Linked DNA regions of Mus musculus: all the other regions are linked to region 3. Evidence: chromatin contacts called from public HiCAR-type, HiChIP or PLAC-seq and capture Hi-C data. All regions are on one chromosome and are shown on one strand. The core of a region is the stretch at or near the end of the contact, and the rest is flanking DNA. Distances in the headings are between cores, read along the strand shown.

Region 1 (2,817 bases), core at 212-2,711, 590 kb before region 3:
AGTAGAATACAGGCCCCAAGTCTCCTAGCCAAATGTAGTGGCCAAGTACACGGAGTCTAGTTCCGAAAGGGGACGGGAGGGCAGATGAAAATCTAGTAGATAAAAAAGTCCAGAACACGACCTCTCAAAGCTAGTGTGGTTCCAGGGCAGGATGTCCGCCCCTGGCGGCCGCAGAGCCCTGGCGATCTAGGTGCACCGCAGCTGCCAAACCCTCAGCGCGCTCTAACCGGCGCTGCTGAAGGAAGTTGGAGAGCTCCCAGCCAGCCGACTGGATAGGCGGTGGGCGCCTGGGAATCCCTTCCAGCGCCGCAATTAGGAAAGTTTTGAAAAGTAAAGACCCCAGACAGATGAAGTGTCTCATCCTTTCCTTGAGCCTAAGAAACACCTCGTGTTACACCAGGCTAGCACAAGGCCACCAGTTTCTCTTGGCCCGGGAGCATCCGGTGCCTTCCAGCTCCCCACCGCCCCAGAATTGGTCCTCAGGGCGCATAGCTAGAGGGGCTTTCTGCCCAGCTGGAGATTCCAGGCAGAGATGCTCCTTAGGCTCGCTGGCCTGGGAAGCAAAGGCAGAACCTCTAACTCCCATTCCTACACCCTGGACCTTCTCTTCCAAGCCAGCTTGATTTTCTCCAAAAGACGCACGACACAGCCCATGCGCCCCCGGGACTCCACTCCTCTCCCCAAACTTCCCAGGGAGACCCACAAATACAGACTGCGCCCCCAAACTCCCACGACAATCGCCAATCATCCTATCTTTGCCTCTTGTACCCTCCCAGTCGCGTTCTTCCTGCCCCTCACTATTCTCCTCGCCTCTCCGAGGAAGTCAGAAGCAAAGCACGAGAAAATGCCTTCGCGAGGAGCCTCCCGTCACCCGCCCTGTCACTGAAACAAAAGCGCAGGGAGGAGGGAGGTGGGTGGGGAGGCAGGAGGAAGGTTCGGAAAGAGATGGGGGCAACGGTAAGAGGGGTTGGGGAGGGGGTTCAGAATGGAGAGTGGAGAAAGGGGCCAGGACCCCGCTCCCGCGCCGCGTGGCGTGGCCGGTCGCTTACATGCCCAGGTCGCTGTAGGTGTTGAAGAACTCCATCTGGTTGCATGCCTGGATCCAGCCCACCACCCAGGTCTCGTGGCGGGGGATGGGGGGCATGACCACACGGGCCGAGGCTTTGAAGTAAGGGGTCTTGTAGCGCAGGACGATGGGCGAGGTCTCCTCGATGCGCGTGGGGCACTGGTCGATGGTGGCGCACACATCGTACACCACGATGTTCTCGCGCCGGATCCGCGCCTTGCAGGTGATGCTTTGGATACAGCCCATCCTGCCGCCCGGCGCCGGCGCGGCGCGGCGTGGGGCAGCGCGGGGGCCCGGCGCGGGCAGCCGCGGGCACCCGTCACGCCGGCATGGCGACGCGCCGCTCGCTCCCGGTCCAGCTCAGCTAGCGCCTAAGAGCGAGGAGCCGCCGCCGCGGGGCATCCTCCGGGGAAGCCCCCTCCCCTTTCCGCGCGCTGGGTCGCGGCTGCCCCGACGCCCGCCCACGCCCGCCTCCTCGCTCCAGCAAGGGCGCGCGGAGCGTGCGCTCCTAGGAGGCGGCGGGCGCTCTCTCCGGCTCCCGTGCCCCGGCGGAGGGCAGGGAGGGGAGCGGCGCTGCGAGGAGTGGTGCCCACCCCGGGCCGGAGCCCCCCGCCCTTCGCCGGAGAGGAGGAGGAGGAGGCGGCGGCGGCGGCATGGAGCTGCGGGAGGGTGGCGGCGGCAGCGCCCGGTTTGTCTGTTTCCGCGGCGGCAGCAGCAGCAGCCGCCGCCGCCGCCGCCGCTGCATGAACCTCTGCTGCACCGCGGCTGCCCCCCGCGTGCAGCGCACCCAGCGGCGGGCGAGCGGGCGGCCCGAGCGGCAGGCGGAGGCAGGCGGCGGCGGCGGAGTCCGTGTTCCCTCCCGCCCCGCCCTGGAGCCGGACAGCGCCCACACTCCCGCATCCGGCTGCGGGGGCGTGTGGGGGGCGCCAGGGGACCGTAGCCCCGGGCGGAGAGCCCAGCGGGCTAGGGCTACGGGGGACAAGCTCCGCGGAAGAGACTGGCTGTACGCCATGAGTTTGTCCCTCTTCGGCTGCCGTCCGGGGGGGGGGGTAGTGTGCAAGGGTGGGGGTGTTTAAAGGGCCGCTAGCTCCCGGGCGGGGCGCGGCACGTGGGGTTGGGCGGGGCCGGGACCCCGGTAGGTGGCGCCCCGCGGGTGATAGTGGGGTGTAGAAGCGGGACCCTGCTTATTGGGATGGGTGGGGCCGGGAGGGCGCGGCGCGGTTCAGAGTATAGAGGGAACCACAGTGGGGTACGGTGAGGCTGCGGGAGGAGAGATGTTGGAGAATCAGCTCCAGCTGAGATGTATCGTTGTGATATAGTTTGTTAGAGTTGGGTGTGACCTCCAGCAGTGCCACGAAATAGATTTACTACCTCGTTCACTGGTCCGCATTTTCCTTTAGTCTAGTAGAAGCTTTATTTTTTAATTTAATTTTATTTTTTTGCACCACAGTATTGAGAGTGAAACCTGAGAAATCCCATTGGAGGCTGACACAAAATCACCCCAAATGCCAGTGTTAGTCGAGGCACCAGCTCAGTCTACTCATGGCCTGTTTTCATATCACCCCTCCACAATCTCTGAAAATACTCTTATCAGAACAACACACAGTGTGTATGTGTGTGTGTGTGTTGGGGGGGGGGGTTGTTGGAGCTCCTTGGGAAACACTGCCTTTTGAATGTCTTGTGTCTTTAGACAAGTTGTACTTAGTGGAATCATCTAGGTAGATTAGAACGCTTAGCTACCCTCCCAGTCT
Region 2 (2,758 bases), core at 62-2,561, 780 kb after region 3:
AGTCTACACTGTGTGGCACAGGCTGCCTTAGAACTCCTGATGCAGCCTAGGCTGGCTGGCCTCAAACTTGAGACAGTCCTTCTTTCTCAGACTCCTCCACAGCTTGCCCTTTCTACTTTCCTGCTAAACTCTTGGTTATTAAAACTCCAATGTGTGCTCCTTGAAAGTAAAGTGCCACCGATGGGCAGGACCTGCTAACCGGAAGGCAAAATAGCTGCGATATGCATTCTTGGTTTTCTCCAATTGCCTAGTAATTAGGAACTTGCTCTACTGCAAGGTTAAGGGGCTAGGCCACTGGAAACATCGGAAGGACACTGTTAAGACTGGCTTTTGACAAAATCCTGAAAGGAGAGGCCGCGTTTTGGTCTACTGGACTACGCTCCGCCTATTATAGTCTTGTTCCTAAAACTTGTTTTCCTCCTCCAAACTCTCACTTGGATTTTCCCGTTCTTCGTTCACTCTAATCTGTTTTGTGTCTGGTCCCTCCTTTTTCCCCCTTTGAAGACCATTCTCAGAATCCTCCCTCTCTTTAGGGTTTGCTGGGTAACTAGTAGCAGCCGGCACTTTTCAGAATTGAAGTAAGGCACCGCCTCCGTCCTAACTTTTCATCTATAGGCCGAGGGACGTTGATATGCTAAACAAACAGTAAGTGCAGTCACTGGTTATCTAGGTGGCGGGAAAGAGTTCCAATTCCTATTCCTTTCCTGTCCTCTGAAAAGCCAAAAAAGGGCCTGCTCAGAGGTTAGGGCAAGATGGAGACTTCTCATGTTGCAACGCAAATGATCCAGTTCAGGCAAAGACAGATACTCGGCAAAGGTCAAAGAGATGGTGGGTCTTTTTCTATCTCGACCACTGAATGGAAGTCTTTCCTCACCTCTCTCTTCACTTCACTCCTCCCCTCCCCCACCCGGTCCCTAAATTAATTGCTTTTCTTTAGGTGAGTGAGGCCAGGAGTAACCAAGCAGATCCTAGTCGGAAATGATATCCGGACTTGGAAGAGACCGCGGGGAGGGACATTAAGAGAACTGTGGGACTGGCCCCTCAGAGAGGAGGGCAGCCTCTGGCGGCGGTGGGCCGGAGGGCAGCCCCACGACCAGCCACGCAGGCAGGCTCAAAGTAATGCGGCTGCAGAGGCACAGTACGCGGGCATGCTGCACAGATCACACCAAGGGCGGGGCCCGGAGGGCGGGGCCTTGCCCGAGGGGGCTGACAGGGAGTCGAGTTGTCCAATGGCTTCTTTCCCAGGTTGCCAGGAGGACCAATGAGCGAGCAGTGGGGCGGGCACAGGGGCTGGAGCTGGGCAGAAGGCTGGCGGTTGGCCACTGGGGCCGGGAGCGGGGAGCGGTGGCGTGGAGGTGTCCTCGCGCTCGCAGCCGCGATCCGGACAGAGCTGTGTGGTCTAAGGCAAGCCAGCCGACCGCAGCGGGAAGCCGGGCGGAACGGAGCGGCGGGAGCAGGATGGCAGAGGCCGTCGGAGCCGTGGCACTGATTGCGGCCCCGGCCCGCCGGCGCTGGCTGTGGTCGGTGCTAGCCGCGATGCTCGGGCTGTGTGAGTGATGCCGAGCCGGGGTCGGGCGGGGGCTCCGCGGCCGTGCGCGCGCTCGGGGCGCCTCGGAGGGGAGGGGGCGCGGCCTGCGAGCTCTGGGGCCTGGGCACGCCGCCCGGGGAGCGCGGCCGGGAGCCGAGGAACCTCTTTCTTTGGATCCCTTTGCGTAGAGGGCGAGGGGGGTGGGGCGGGGAGGGGTGAGGGAGCTCCCTACCTTGCAGCTCCCTGGGGACAGTCCCAGGAGCCCACTCACGCCCAGTCCCCTGCGGTCGCCTCCTGGCGATTCTGAGTTGCCCAGGACCTCCCGGGAGTCCGACTCTGGAATTGATGTTCTCCACCTTTGGGAGATGGCGGAAGATTGCAGGATTTTTCACCTGTGGGCCTTTGTTGGTTTATTTCCTTGTTTAAACCAGTGTTTTTCCTTTACCTGGTAAGATCTATTTCGAATGCGCTCAGATCAATTCTTAAGGCTCTATGATTGAAAACTCAGACTCTCATTTATTTCATCTCTGGGGTCTGTAAATCACAGAGGCGAAATTTACGTTACTTCTAGCCTAGAATGCAAAGGCTTGAAAGAATTCGGTCGAATTCGTATTAATGGTAAACATGGGCAAGATAGTTTGACAAGACGAACATTTACAAAGCATGCTTTTACTTTGATTTTAAAAGCCCCCCTCTCAGGCCCTTACCAAATAAACCAGGCTTAAGTTTTTGATAAAGGCTCCGGCTCGGTTTATATGACGTCTTGGACGAGTTGTTTTATGGGGCGTCTGAAGTAGTGTCTGCCCCAGGACTTTTTTTGTGTGTTGTTCAAAGTAAAGTACTTGTTTCTGTCTCAGAATTCAGCTAAGTAGTGGTTACCGAGAGGTCGAACTCCTAAGAAAACACGGAGGGGGTTCCTCCCACTCATTCTTTTGTTGTGTAAAATGTAATTTGTTCAAAATCCATTACTCAGTACTTTCTTTCGTGCAAAAGTTCTTAATGTAGTAGTCTCTCGAACCAGGAGTATAGGTGAGATTCTGTTGGATTTCCAGCTTTCATTTAAGCTCCTAGTTAATAGCTTGGAGGTGAAAATGGACAAGATTCTTTTTTTTTTTTTTTTTTTTTATGTATCAGATGGGATCTGTTTTGTTTTTGTTTTTGTTTTCCTGTTTCTCCTAAGGAAACAGAAAAGGCGTGGGTTTTTGTTTGTTTGTTTGTTTGTTTGTTTTT
Region 3 (2,700 bases), core at 30-2,529:
AAGGAATCCTAACCTTCTCTTTCAATATATCAATAATCTCTGTGCAGTGATTAAGCCATCATTGCTCTTTGCTCTTGTCAGCCATAACAACATTTCAAGAGTGAGTCTTCTGTGTCGTACTATATGTATTAAAAAGCACAGCTCATCTATGCCTTGGCATTTGTGCTTACACACACATTAGTGAACAGAAGCAATAAGTTTAAAGTAAAATGTTTAACAACAGCTTCTCCTGGGGGCTGTAAAGGCAGCTCGGGTGTTAAGTGCACTGCTCTTGAAGAGGATCAGAGCTTAGTTTCCAGCACCCCGATCAGGCAGCTCACAGCTACCTGTAACTCCAACACAGTGGTATCCCATGACTCTAGCCTTCAGGCATAAGCACATACCCATGCACATATTACTTAAAATAATATTTTGATTTTTAAAAACGATTCTTTTCTTAACCACAGGCTCTTGAACCCTCTCCTGAGCTGCCTCTGCTGCCGTGCTCCCCACCCCCACCTCTGCTTGCCCAGCCTTATTTAAGCAAGAATCCTAAGTCAGTTTAGCACATTTGTTATCTGATCACCCTGGTCTGCTTTCAACCAGAATCCAGTTTAGTGGGTTTAGCAAGAATCCCTCAATCTTTGATAATTCCTCTTAGTAATTATCCACACTCTTGACATCCACACCCCTTCCTCTCCTTGGCTATAAATCACCAACCCCCAAGTTGAACTCAATCTTTTAGTATTTTCAATAAGTATGAAGTGTGTGTGTGTGTGTGTGTGTGTGTGTGTGTGTGTGTGTGTGTGTGTGTGGTGTTTGTTTAAACAAGGTCCAAACAGATCTCCGACTGTAGAATCTTTTTCTGAAATAAGAAGATTTTCGAGGTCTCCTGGAACATGGTTGCTATATTCTCCACAGAGCTGTGGGCAAACAACTCGAAAAAACTTCTTCACACCTACTACGCCCAGGAAACTACATGCTTGGGAGTTAAAGGGCAATACTACAAAAATCTTCAAGTTCGCTTCTTGGTATGCTTGGATCAGCGTTCTGGACAGAACAAGAACGATGAGCCCGGTCACCCCTCCGCGCACAGAGCATTTCTGGATGCCTGAGCGGAAAGGCTGCGGTGTTCCTCCGAGCAAATGCCCACCTCGGCGGCCGCAAGTGAGCCAGCCACCGGGCTAACGCGGCTCGAAGCACCGAGGTCGCCGGAAGCGCCGCCGAGACCTGCTGACGTCACCGCCCCTAGCCCGCCCCTAACACCCTGGGCTCCGCCCACCCCTCCCCTCCCACCACGTGTCCTCGCTCCCTCCCGAGGGGCCGCGCTGGGGCGGCGGGAGCGGTGGAGACGATGGCGCGGTGAATGCCGGGCCACAGCCTTCGTCGCCCTTTGCGGCGACGCCGCCCGCTCGGCCGGGGTGAGTGCGCGCGGGCTGCGGGATCCGGGCGGCTCGTCCTCGAGGCCGGCGGAGGAGGCTGGGCCACGGTGGGGCGGGGGCCGCCGGTGGCAGTGTCGCCTCCGCCGCCGCCTTTGTTGCGGGCCGGCCGGGGAGGTAGGCGGCGTGGGCTGTCGCCGCCCCGCAGGTGGACCGAGGACCTTAGTGGTGGGCGGGGGTGGCGGGAGAGGGTTGGACAAGATGGCTGGAGCGGGCAAGGGCGGCGGCGAGCACCTTCGTGCCGGCCCCTCCCACCACCCGCCCCGCAGCTGGGCACAGGCCGCGGCCAAGTTCAGGTCCCGGGACTCCTGTGACCTCACGAGTGTTCCTACCTCCCCATGCCTCCACCCACCCCAGAAACATTGAAGAAGCTGACTCTGAACTCCGGGAAGATCCTTGCTTGGGAAGTCCCGGGAAATGGAGCTCACAGATGCACACTCTCTGCATACCCAGCAGCTGCCCGCAGTCTCTTCTGGGGAACCTCTTTGTACCAGCCTGAGGAGGCTTCGAATAGAGAGGATTTGCGACCCAGAGGCGAGGAGAAGTCCAGCCAGGTTTGGGTTGGCCTCTGCCACCCAGGCACGCCCCTCTCTGCATCATGGACTTGGCTTTGGGAGGTCCTTTGAGGCAGAAAAACTGTTAAGTTTCTGAAGTAGCTTGTGGACAGCGCCTATGAATCTGGAAAACCCAGGTGATAACTATTTTGGGCTAACTATTTAAATTTCCTATCTAGGCTGAGATACTTTGATGTGGTAGCAAATCAGCACCGCCCTCCTCTGGTCCTGATTCCGTGCTCAAACAGTCCTGGCAGTGGGAACTTCTGCCCATCACTGAGCTGTTTGAAACCTCTTCCCGGGATATTTACCCACTGTTCTAAGTTCTGCCCTTCTGCACAGAGGCTCTGTGAAAACTACTCTGGTCTCCGTGCCACAGGGGGCTCTTTAAATATTTGAAGTTAGCCAGATAAATTATCTGCCCTCAGCCTCTGTAATAATTAAATAAGCCAGCCACCTTTCTGAACCCCTTCCTTCCAGCTGGAAGCAGACAGTGCTTTGACCTAAACAGGTTTGTGTGTGTGTGTGTGTGTGTGCCTGAGCCGCCCTCTCACAGACTAGTTCCCACTGACACCTGATTGTCTGCTAACTCTTGAATGCAGAAATGGAGTCCCGGGCCTACCCTCTGAATTTGACCCTGAAAGAAGAGCAAAAGGAGGAAGAGGTTGAGATCCAAGAGTTGGAGGATGGCCCCATAGATATGCAGAAAGTACAAATCTGCTCAGAAG
Region 4 (2,780 bases), core at 32-2,531, 650 kb after region 3:
TAAAAGGCAGTAGCTAATTTAAATTTGTTTAGAACAATACAGAACTCTGTGGAGGCTGAAGAAAACGGGTCTCTTCTATTCTAGCACATGGGTCCCAGTCCTGTGGCCTGTGCTTTGAAGACAAGTGGGTCTGAGGTGAACTAGGGTTGGCCCCCTGGCTTTGCGCAAATTACTTAACCTCATGTCTTCATCTGTAAACCCGGAATAGCCATGCCTGTTTCTAAGAGTTACTACAAGAGACAATGAATGAAAACAGGTGGAACCGAAAAGCCCTAGGCACATACCATGGCAAGGGCTTGGTTAAAGCGTCGGCGTCTCTTGGCTCACTGTTTACCACGACACCAAGCTTTCTCAGTTTTGCCACAGACCCTCCACCGAGTCAGGCTTCATTTCTGGGCTCCTGTGTGGCCTTTCCCTCCCAGGCTGTTTCCACCTGAGCTGTAAGCAGAGCCAGGTCCGCAGTCAACTATAATGCTGTGTAGTAGTTTCCCACTGCTGATAGGTAAAGGTAGGGAAGAGAATCTCCGAAGTCACATAAGCCAAACGCTAAACTATCCAACAATCTGTATGCCTTTAGATCACAAGAGTGCAGTTTATGCAGAGACAGCGCCTAAAGAGGACGCCTGACTATCTGAAGGGTGTGAAGTGCTCCAGGTACTGGCAAAGAATTTACCCCAAGCGCTTAGACCAGTAACAGGGTAAGTAGGAACTTCCTGGTAGTTCCCCAACATCTGGGATGCTACAACCTCCGCCTAGCCAGCGCAGGCCAGAAGAGACAGTCATGTGAGCTGGGTTCAAAAGTCTTATCTCTAAGACCCACGCTCTCCCCAGCGAGCTAAACTGGAGACGCTGGTTTCCTGCTCTGCCGGGTCTGGGAAACCGCGCCGCGCTCCCGCTCACCTGCAGGTCGCTCACGGCTTGCTGCAGTGGACTCAGGTACATGTAGGGCTCGCCCGTGCCTTCTCCCGGAGGACCGTCACTGATTGAGATGATGTCCGCGAAGGGCCAGCCGCGCACCTCCTTTATTGTGGAGATAGTGGCCAGCGAGCCCCAGTCTGAGACGTGAGTCACGAAGCGGGCCACGCGCGGCCCGTCTTCGCGGGGTGGCAGCGGAGGCAATCGCCTGTCCACGTCCCAGTCCCCGTGGTCCCGGCCTCCGCGACCCGAGGCCGGCGACACCAGTAGTGCCACCAGCGCGGGCGCCAGAAGGGCAGCAAGCAGGGAACGCGCGAGCTCAGGAGCACGGGCAGCCATGACGCTGACTGCGGAGTCCCTGCCCACCGACCAAACTCTGCCGGGGTAACTATTGCCTGCCCGTTGTTCCGCCCCTCCGAGAAAGCCAATCAGAGATGAGCAGGCAAGAGGGGGCGTGGCTCCAGTGCAACCCAGTTTCCAGAAGCATATGGTCTGTTCACCGTGTCCTGTGATCTGCTCTGTGAAGAGTGCGAATTTGCCCTAAAGAGATATTTGTTTTGCTTGTTTGATTTACAGACAGATAAATGAGGTCTAGAAGAAATTAAGCAACTTCCTAAGTCACAGTGCTAGAAAAAAGCTGCCTGCATGCACGCACACACCTCCTTTTTAATGTCTTTGAGTATGCTTGCCTGGCATCTAAGAGAACGTGAGTTTTCTGTGTGCTCTTTTCTGTTTACTGACTGTTAGCAAGCAAGCCTATATGTAGTACAGTACAGAAATACCGACATGCAGGAACTTAAAAATTCCTGGCCCAGAAGAGTCTTCAGATAAAGCCACTTTGTTAGTTTTCGGTATCCCACTCAAGACTTTGACCTTGTCCATTTGAGACCTGTCAAGTCATCTAGCTCGGTTAAATTCGTGGTTTCATGCATTTATTCTGGCAGATCCTCCAAGCCCGTGGAGGATTTTCATTCTGCTACCCTAGGGAGTTAGAAAATGTATGCAAACGTGTTTGCGTCGTTTTAAAACTGTGGCCACTGTTAGAATCTTTTAAGCCCCACCCATCCTATAGTCTGAATCAGGCCACACCTCTCTGCAGCTCTCTCTCTTCCTAACAGAGTTATGAAGCAGTCCGTGCTTAGCCGCTACTCTTTTTTCTTTCTTAAAAAAATATTAGGTATTTTCTTCATTTACATTTCAAATGCTATCCCGAAAGTCCCCTGTACCCCCCCCTCCCCTACCCACCCACTCCTACTTCTTGGCCCTGGTGTTCCCCTGTACTGGGGCATATAAAGTTTGCAAGACCAAGGGGCCTTTCTTCCCAATGATGGCCGACTAGGCTATCTTCTGCTACATATGCAGCTAGAGACACGATCTCTGGGGGTACTGGTTAGTTCATGTTGTTGTTCCACCTATAGGGTTGCAGACCCCTTCAGCTCCTTGGCAGCTCCTCTTAGTCTGTGGCACCCAGCTCCCTGTCATGTAGGCCAGGATGAACTAAATCATGGGATGTGAAACTTCCTGACACCTCTAAAATGATATAAAAATCAGGCTTAGCCTCTATTCTAGGGACTGGTGTGAGACTCCTAAAGGAGATTTCTGGAAAGATATTCTGAGGTCTGCCTCTAGCTAGCCCCCCACCCCAATCTGGCCCACTACTCTGTCTTTCTCCTGATCTCTGTCTGTCTCTCTGTCTCTCTCTCTGTCTCTGCCTCTCTCTCTCTCTCTCTCTCTCTCTCTCTCTCTCTCTCCCATTCACGTGTGTTGAGGTTTGGTCTTTTGCTATGTATTGTAATGCTAGGTTCTATATGAGAAAGTCTAGCCCTATTAGTGACTTCTCATGCTTACAAGCTTTTGTTGTACAG
Region 5 (2,700 bases), core at 174-2,673, 620 kb after region 3:
CACTGTGCTAGGTCAGAAAAGCCCATTCCTGAGCCCTCAGAACCCCATGACGCTAGCCCAGGACTGTGCAGTTTCCTGGTGGTAACAATCATGTGTTGGCCATTCCTGCCTTGTCACCCGACAAACTGTCACCCTCAGGAGAGCTCTAAATTGGAGGAAGGGTACCCCTTACAGCTACCATCCTTGTCTTTCTAGATTCAAATACAGATTGTCCCATTTCTTGTAAAACGGCCATGACACCAATCTTGTGAGTGGTGTCTTTTGTCTTCTGTTCCCTCGCTTCCACCCCGACTGCTGAACTAGGAAGCACACTAAGGCTACCGCATGCCAAATGCCAGGCATTGGAGGGATGCAGTGGGCTCTGGCGCAAGTTGTCTTCTGGGCTGGTTGTGACTCGTGATGGTCACGTATTAACACATATTCTTCAACCTGTTGCTAGCATTTCTGTCCGTGTCTCTGGCTGCTTGGCTCAGATAGAGAGCCATGTGAGTATATCACAGAGAATCAGTATGTCATAGGGTAGCTGGTGGCTGTGATGTGGGGGACAGCCTTGACAGGGTGAGCTTAGACTTAAATGCTCTGGGCCAGAAGGTGGCAATGCGCCTTGCAAAAGGCTGCAAATATGGATGCCTACTCCGTACGCCTCCCTCCCTCCCTGCCTCAAGTTCTCTTGTAGGGGCTCGGCCTCTACCAGATGTTTCAGGATACTCAGGGTCACAGGCCATGACCCTTTCTGACTGACCATGGCAATGTCCTTTATTGGCAAAGGAGGAAAGAACGGGGCTGAGCGGCAATGCCAACCAGAGAGGGGCGGAAGGAGTCATGATATCTGGAAACCAGAGTAGAGGAGCGAGGCCTAGCTGGCTGGTGTTTCGGATCCTGTGCCGCTTCTCCCGTCCGCGCAGAGCTGTCTCAGTTGCTGACTCGCTGCGTTTCTCCTTGCCCTTTCCCTCCACAGTCTTTTTCTTTTGCCTTTATCATTAGACAATCTACAACTGTGTTTTCAAACAGCTGGCCCCCAACCGATAACCAGCTTGGCTGTCACAGAGCAGACGCCTGGGTGGGACCCAAGCCCACACTGCCGCTGCCCACTCTGCCCGTTGACTTTGGGAAGACAAGCTTTAAAAGAAGCACCAGGTCCTTGGCACCCCTCCGCTGCCCCTCAGACACACGGAGAGGCTCTAAAAGGGTCGAGCCGCGGGAAACAGAGCCCTTACCTGCTCCTGGGAACCGCACGTGGAGGATGCAGGCGAGAACAGACACTTTCCACTTCATCTTCTGCTTCCCTGGGATGGTACCCAGAGGCAGAGGCAGAGGCAGCTATGCCTGGGAGGATGAGGAGAAAAGGAGGCGCTGATGGAGTCTCTGCTGGCTTTGTTCTGTGGCTGACACCCCAGGAAGTGGAGGACTGTGGGCCTTTGAGACAGCACCTGCCAGCAAGACACCCTCTCACTCCCCCTCTCGATTCATAGGCAGGAAGTTCTGAAGGTTTGGAGGTTTGGGGTGTAAGAATGTGCATCCGTCTGAATTTTGCTTTTTCTTCAATTTGACTGTAGTTTAATGTACTTTTTTATTATTTTAATTCTTTACTAATTTGTACGTGACTCTCAATTGCTGAAGTCAGACCCTAGGCATATATCTAAGTTGCTGTGTGGCCTTGAAGCATCTCCAGACGTCAGCTTCTTTATCTGAAGCACAAAGAAAGGAGGATATTTGAGGTATAGTTCTGAACTTGGCCTCAATTCAGACCATAAATAGTGTGAAATACTATAGCTTACATTGTTTTCAAAATTCTTTTCCCTGAGACAAATCTCACTATTTAATCCAGGCTGGTCTTGAACTCACAATTTTCCCTCCTCAGCTTTCCACAGGTCAAGATTACAGTATGTGCCACCAAACCGAGGTCACATGCTTCCTCTAATTGTCAACTTTTCACCCTTGGGGTCATTTACAGTAAGAAAACGATAAAAGTCAGGCCTAGATTGCCTGCCTGTAAATCGTATCACTCATGTGGCAAAGGCAGGAGGAGTGTGAGTTTGAGGTCACACTGGACTAACAGTGAATACCTGGCCAACTTGAGCTGTGTAGCAAGACTGCCTCAAAACAAAATAAAAAATAAAACTGAGAAATAAGCATAACGGAGAGTTGTAGGTGAGTGTACACAAGCTTTGAGACGGGACAGAGACCCGGAAAGGATCATGTGGATGGGAGGGTGCCTCTGGTTTCTTTGATTTAAAAAAGAAAGTCAAGAAGTCCACAGTTACTTTTCAGTCTACCAGCCTTCTAAATGGAAAGACAATATTATCAAATCTGGAGGCAGAGAGCTGGTTCAGGTAGTTTCTGCCAAGCCTGACAGTCTGAATTCCATCTTCAGAGCCCACATGGTAGATGGGAAGCCATTCTTGTAAGATGTCCTCTGAGCTACACACACACACACACACACACACACACACACACGCACACACATAAACCACACACATACATACACCATACACACATATACCACACACATGGCATACATACACATATATACCACACATACATACACACACATCATACACACATATACTATACACATACATACCACAAATACATACACATACACACACCATACACAAATATACCTCACACATACATACACCATACACACATATACCACACACATAACATACATACATGTACATAGCACATATACATACA

What was found. HiCAR-type assays count read pairs that join an accessible place to other places. HiChIP or PLAC-seq counts read pairs in DNA pulled down with a chosen protein or histone mark. Capture Hi-C pulls out chosen DNA fragments and counts their contacts.
Region 1: an H3K27ac HiChIP or PLAC-seq map of cardiomyocytes shows a contact between it and region 3, with 11 times the contacts expected there. The contact joins the promoter of Fam78b here to the promoter of Pogk in region 3. A contact is called at or near these places in 2 of 39 promoter capture datasets (hippocampal neurons and stem cell-derived epiblast-like cells), 1 of 484 Hi-C or Micro-C datasets (embryonic stem cells), 6 of 115 datasets of contacts at active chromatin or transcription factors (bone marrow-derived macrophages, cardiomyocytes, differentiating embryonic stem cells and 3 more) and 2 of 9 other capture datasets (adipose tissue and embryonic stem cells).
Region 2: a contact with region 3 is called in a FOXA1 HiChIP or PLAC-seq map of pancreatic cancer cells. The contact joins the promoter of Mpzl1 here to the promoter of Pogk in region 3. A contact is called at or near these places in 1 of 39 promoter capture datasets (pre-B cells), 3 of 484 Hi-C or Micro-C datasets (CD4 T cells and the G1E-ER4 cell line), 5 of 115 datasets of contacts at active chromatin or transcription factors (astrocytes, embryonic forebrain, embryonic midbrain and 2 more) and 1 of 9 other capture datasets (liver).
Region 4: a HiCAR-type map of astrocytes shows a contact between it and region 3, with 3 times the contacts expected there. The contact joins the promoter of Creg1 here to the promoter of Pogk in region 3. A contact is called at or near these places in 6 of 39 promoter capture datasets (the 3T3-L1 cell line, cranial neural crest, embryonic stem cells and 3 more), 1 of 484 Hi-C or Micro-C datasets (B cells), 6 of 115 datasets of contacts at active chromatin or transcription factors (astrocytes, bone marrow-derived dendritic cells, embryonic forebrain and 3 more) and 2 of 9 other capture datasets (adipose tissue and liver).
Region 5: a contact with region 3 is called in a capture Hi-C map of embryonic stem cells, with 5 times the contacts expected there. The contact joins the promoter of Cd247 here to the promoter of Pogk in region 3. A contact is called at or near these places in 2 of 39 promoter capture datasets (liver and trophoblast stem cells), 3 of 115 datasets of contacts at active chromatin or transcription factors (bone marrow-derived macrophages, embryonic forebrain and memory CD8 T cells) and 1 of 9 other capture datasets (embryonic stem cells).

Annotation. Positions count from the first base shown.
Region 1 is chr1:167,000,061-167,002,877 of GRCm38.p6, reverse strand. Fam78b (family with sequence similarity 78, member B) reads right to left here and starts at 1,461. Exons shown (of 3, transcript NM_175461.4): 1 at 1,050-1,461. The coding sequence starts at 1,312.
Region 2 is chr1:165,633,094-165,635,851 of GRCm38.p6, reverse strand. Mpzl1 (myelin protein zero-like 1) reads left to right here and starts at 1,311. Exons shown (of 6, transcript NM_001083897.1): 1 at 1,311-1,549. The coding sequence starts at 1,459.
Region 3 is chr1:166,408,407-166,411,106 of GRCm38.p6, reverse strand. It overlaps Pogk (pogo transposable element with KRAB domain), which reads left to right and starts at 1,279. Exons shown (of 6, transcript NM_175170.4): 1 at 1,279-1,400; 2 at 1,776-2,109; 3 at 2,575-2,700. The coding sequence starts at 2,091.
Region 4 is chr1:165,762,259-165,765,038 of GRCm38.p6, reverse strand. Creg1 (cellular repressor of E1A-stimulated genes 1) reads right to left here and starts at 1,281. Exons shown (of 4, transcript NM_011804.3): 1 at 901-1,281. The coding sequence starts at 1,254.
Region 5 is chr1:165,787,404-165,790,103 of GRCm38.p6, reverse strand. It overlaps Cd247 (CD247 antigen), which reads right to left and starts at 1,423. Exons shown (of 8, transcript NM_001113391.2): 1 at 1,218-1,423. The coding sequence starts at 1,275.